Regions from separate parts of the Rattus norvegicus genome. Here region 1 is linked to region 2. Evidence: chromatin contacts called from public Hi-C data. All regions are on one chromosome and are shown on one strand. The core of a region is the stretch at or near the end of the contact, and the rest is flanking DNA. Distances in the headings are between cores, read along the strand shown. Region 1 has its middle 76 kb from the start of Lrig3. Region 2 has its middle 120 kb from the start of Lrig3.

What was found. A called contact is a pair of places that touch in the nucleus more often than the background predicts.
Region 1: a contact with region 2 is called in a Hi-C map of liver, with 5 times the contacts expected there. The contact joins two enhancer-like sites. A contact is called at or near these places in 2 of 12 Hi-C or Micro-C datasets (kidney and liver).

What each region holds. Positions count from the first base shown.
Region 1 is chr7:63,776,481-63,779,180 of GRCr8, reverse strand. No RefSeq gene overlaps it. Among named protein-coding and RNA genes, the nearest start is that of Lrig3, 76 kb to the right of the region's middle. Within about 2 kb of position 1,375, at least 2 of the 93 cell types and tissues checked have an H3K27ac peak or open chromatin away from gene starts, as enhancers often do. A contact at or near this core is called in liver, where this site is marked.
Region 2 is chr7:63,581,969-63,584,668 of GRCr8, reverse strand. No RefSeq gene overlaps it. Among named protein-coding and RNA genes, the nearest start is that of Lrig3, 120 kb to the left of the region's middle. Within about 2 kb of position 1,393, at least 5 of the 93 cell types and tissues checked have an H3K27ac peak or open chromatin away from gene starts, as enhancers often do. A contact at or near this core is called in liver, where this site is marked.

The sequences.
Region 1 (2,700 bases), core at 126-2,625, 190 kb before region 2:
AGGCAAGAAGAAAAGTGAATACTGAGGGGGAAAGTTACATGTGAGGCTGGTCACTGCCTCAGACCACTGCTTGAGGCTTCAGGAGTGGGTACAGATGGGAGATACCAAGGCAGGCTGAAAGGGAGCCCGAGTTGAAGATGAAGTTCCACAGTCCAGCATTTGCAGGGCAGGATGAGAAGAGAAGAGACATGAGCTTTCCTCTTGGAATATCCAGCTAAACACTTATCCACAGGGTATAAATTACTTCATGTGTAAAAATTACTTCAGGCTAAAGAAAGAGCCACTTAAACTACTTAGAAAGAACAACACTTACTCTGTTTTGTTCTTCAGTAGTGAAACACCCAAGACTAGGTAATATAAAGGTACACATTCACTTCTTTCGAGGTCTGAAAGGCTGGGGTGTCCAAAATCAAGTAGCCACTATCTAACAAGGGCTTCTGTGGGAGAAGGGAGGGAGGCAATAGAGCACAGGGCAGCAATAAGGATCAAACTCACTTTTGTAACAAATCCATTCTCTGACAAAGACCTGACATACATTACAATATCAATCTATTGACTCAAAGCCTCATGACCCAACCACCTCTCACAAGTTTACCTTTACAAAATGCAGCAAGTTTGGGCTACACTGCTTTGGCACCTGGGTCATATGCATGCACCTGCCCAGGAGCAATCTGGGTTCCTGAATGACACACACACACACACACACACACACACACACACACACACACACACCCCCCAGTTAATTTGTGTTAATTTGGCATGCTGTTTCTAGCTCAAAGACTGGGCCCTCCTAAATGTTCCCCTGCTACCCCAGGCCCAATCCAGGAAGTGGTCACTTACCCGAATTCTTACATGACTGATTGCCTTTCTCTTCTGTTGCTCTTATGTCCATCCCCCCCAACCCTACTCCCCATCATAGTGATTCTCTCTTTCTTTCTCTTCCTTTCTCCCAGTTCCTAGCCTGTACAATCTAAAAACTCTCTCTCTCTCTCTCTCTCTCTCTCTCTCTCTCTCTCTCTCTCTCTCTCTCTCTTTCCCTTTCCACCCAGACATTGATTGTTGGCTCTTTATTGATTGATCAAAAACCAACTGGGGACAAGGACCTTTGAGATTTGGACACACAGATTCCCAATTAATTCAAAGCATTAGAACCAGTACCTACCCACCCCTATCCCCCCCCCCAAATAAACTCAAATTACTTGCATATGAACTTTGCAAGGCACATCCAGACCATTATGAGAGGCTAACATTGTTAAACAAATAGCCAGGTTATAAACTCTACAACTTACAAAGCAAAGGTCAGAATGCTAGAAATGACATGGCTTAGTGGCAAGGAAAGATTAACCCTAACCTGAAATGAACTGTTAGCAAAGAGATCAAGTTACCAAAGCACAAAGTTCGGGCAGAAGAAGCAGGCTGTCCAGTGGAAACCCTAACAGATGTGAAGAAAAGCAGAGTGGTGTATACTTTGTAACTCCAAGAATTAAAAAGTCTTTTCTCATTTTCATCAGAATTTTCATTTAAGTATTTAAAACAAAAATATCCATAATGTTTTATGGCACTGTAAACATTGGTTAACTGAATTGGTAGCCTGATGACTGGGGTGGGGTTGGGGGCAGGGGAATAAAAGTTTACTATTGCTCAGCATATAGGAAATGGTGGAGTATGCCTTGAAGGGGAAATACAGTGAGTGAAAAATGGAGAGCTATGAACTCTAAAGTATCTGCTGAAGTAGCATGACCTGAGATTGTTCCCAGAACTTCTACATGGCAGCTCGCAAAGTAGCATGGTAGCCAGTTAGTCATCTAGCTGCAGAGATGCAACAGGACTGAAGAAAAATAACAAGAATAAAGGTGAAGTAAAGTTGTAGCAAGCAGAAAACAAGGAAGAAAGTGAAGATGTAGCAAGCAGAAAACAAATAGATTGTTTACACCTGATTGCTTAAACATTAAATACTAATGGTCTAAATACTGAAAAATAGAGCTTATGGGATTGAATAAGAAATTATATGTCACTTATATCAAATTATTTTAAGTATAAAGGTACAAATGAGCTAAAAGTTAAATGATATTAAACAAAAGATAGCAGGTGATTTTTTTAAAGCAAAACCAGTACATTTCAAAATGAAATAAACACATCCAAATAAATGCTCATTTGGAGAGTAATGGCCTTTCTTACTTCTTGGTAGAATGGTGAACTAAAGGAGCATACAAAAGAGGCGTGGGGAAGAAAAGTAACATACAAAAAAAGGGGCATAGAACAGTATCAATAACCAGTTCTGGCTAGCTCGGCACGCTCTACCTCCCCACACAGCAGTCCTGTGAAATTCCCACAATAATTTTCAAGTAAGATCACATTCGGGTGGAGAAAATAGGTCTATGGTTATGTGTGTTAAGAAGTAACCTTAAAAACATCTGAAGACTTTTTTAAAAAGTATCTTGGATATAATAAAAAATTCATATTGAAATTATAAATATTCTGAACTGAGGGAAAGGAAAATAGGCATATGCAAGAGAGTGGGGTGTAGCTGAGCTGAGCTCCCTGCAGGGGTGTTAATAGCACCAAACACTGATAAATAATAGAACAGAAGGAATAACTGGCCTGGAAACTCAGAGTAAATCTCAAGGAATGCAAGGGGGGTGGGGGGAACCAAGACAGAAACACACAGAGAGATGGAGACAGAGAGAGAGAGACAGAGAG
Region 2 (2,700 bases), core at 144-2,643:
GGACATGCAGGGAAAAAAAACAAAGTCTGAGGCAAGTCCTCACCTGCCTCAGGAAGCAGTGTCTTTGTCCACGTGCTCAGGATCCAGGCTCTTCTCCTCCATGTTCCGGACCCAGGCTATCCAGGCTCTTCTCCTCCCTGTGAATTCTTCCCAAGCGTTTATCGCTGATGTGAGAATTCTGCTTTCCCACTCTTGGCCATGAAACAACCCGGTTTTGGTTGGGCAGATCAGGCTATCTTTGAGGTTTTTCATGAACAGGAAATTTTACCTGTGGCAGTGGAAGATTCTTTTCCACACAGTACTCGTGGTTGGCTGGATGTATGTAACACTGTATAAACCAAAAGCGGGTAAGAAAACATGCCCACGACCCAGCACAACACTCTCTTTTTTTATGAGAGGATATTTCTCCTTTGACTATAACTTTAATTAAACTCTATTAACTTTAATTTAATTTAAGCTGTTTAAATAGTTCAGATGCTATTAAATGCAAAGAACACATTTTTTTAAAAGGTATTTAGTTTCTGGGCATTTTCCCTCGATCTCACACAGTTTTAATTATGCTCCACTTATTGTTAAGTATATCATAAAATAAAATATAATGTAAAGATCACATTAGTCGCCATAAGTAAACTTGAGGCCAAGCCATGAACTAGCCTAAATCAGAGGTACAATAAAGAAGCCAAGGGCATTGGACATCTTCAGACTTGGACCTCTGCGGATGCTGAGCAAATATCATTGTATTCTTCTATACACCCATAAAAATCAAGAGTGGGCATTTCTATGTACCACGAGCCATTATATAATATTCCCATCCGATTATGTTATTTTTTTTGTCTTTTTTCCCTCTGCTGTATTTTAATGTCTTTTCTCCAAAGCGGAGCCTCTCTGTATCTAGAGTAATTCTCCTAAGCTTGCCAAGTCATATATTTTCCTTTCATAATTACTTGGGTAATTGCAGCACCCTGGCACATATTAGTAACTAGGGAAACAGAGCTATTTAATTATATCCTAATGAACATTTGCAATTATATAATTTTTAAAATCCATAGAAAATTAAGAAAAGGCTCTCCATTAAGCAGAGCACTGCCTGAATTTCATTTTCAAGAATCTTCAACTAAGTCGACTCTCTCTAAAAATACAGTTTCCATGTCATAAATGCTATATACTTTAACCTTTGGAACACAGAGCCTGCATTTCTTTGGAAGCAATTCTGGACGTATTCAAGTTCATTTTTCCCCTGCTATGGCTCACTAACAGATGTTTTATTAAACTTTTTTTCTAATTTGCAGTACAAACTCGTTAATGAGAATTTGCTCAAATATCTCCTGGGACGTTGTATTTACCTTCTGTTCTGATGCCGAACAGTGCTAATGATTAACAGGTACCACTGAACCTGCTAATGTGTGCAAGGCACTCTTGAAAATTTGACAAAGAATATAACGTTTGAGTTAAACTTTACTTTTGTACATAGGGTGCCAACCTAAAGTAATGGACATAGCAATTCTACATGAAGAAAATGGCGTCGCTGGACTCTAATATAAGAACTGTCCACCAAGTAGAGGGTTCCACGCACTCAATAGCTAGGTAACTGATCCAGTTATGTACTCAGGTGGTGGCGGGGTAGGCTGTGGGGGGAGGGAACAGTCCAGGCCACATTCCATAGCTGGCACTTTGACCTTTGACACTTTCAGCTCCACAAGCTGGATCTCTTTGACTTTGTACCTGAACTTTCCCTTCTGCCCAGCCACTTTTGATTGACAAGAAAAAAAGTGGTTGGTCAGTTCCCAGAGGCTTTCGTGTTGGCCCAAACTATCAACTCTTTGTCTTACAGTTCATGGGGAAGTAGTCCTCACCTCAGCTTTTCAAGACAGAGTAGTCCGGCTCAGGCGCCAGTCATCCAAGGCTCAGTGCAGGGATGGTTAGAGACAGGTACATAGGTCATGGGGATTAGTTAGTGACAGACATTTGAAAGGGTCCATTAAGAATTAGAATGTCCCAAAAGTACAACAATGTCAAGCAACCAGAGCTTCCAGGGACTAAGCCACTACCTAAATACTATACATGGACTGACCCTGGACTCTGACCCCATAGGTAGCAATGAATATCCTAGTAAGAGCACCAGTGGAAGGGGAAGCCCTGGGTCCTGCTAAGACTGAACCCCCAGTGAACTAGACTATGGGGGGAGGGCGGCAATGGGGGGAGGGTTGGGAGGGGGACTCCCATAAGGAAGGGGAGGGGGGAGGGGGATGTTTGCCCGGAAACCGGGAAAGGGAATAACACTTGAAATGTATATAAGAAATACTCAAGTTAAAAAAAAAAGAATTAGAATGTCCTTCTGATGACTGCAGGAACTACCTACCGATCTCCTCAAAGGTGGGGGTTACCTTGAGCATTCAGAAGTTCACAGCAAACCACCTGATGGCAGATAAAAGTTAGTCTTTACCGGTAAGGTAATAATCATGAAAATTGTTGTGCTCGTGTAGCTAACCAGCAAGAGCACCTGAGAAAGGTAAAATATAAATATCTCAACAAAACCTTTTTGATATTGTGTTTTTGGGGGAAACAATATATTCAAATAATATAATGTTGCAAAACCAAATAAAGGTGATTTGAATATATCATAAAAAGAAAACTACCATATTCAAGATGATTCCATGATTTCTTTTCTACTTTATACTATTAATTTTAATCTTAAAAAAG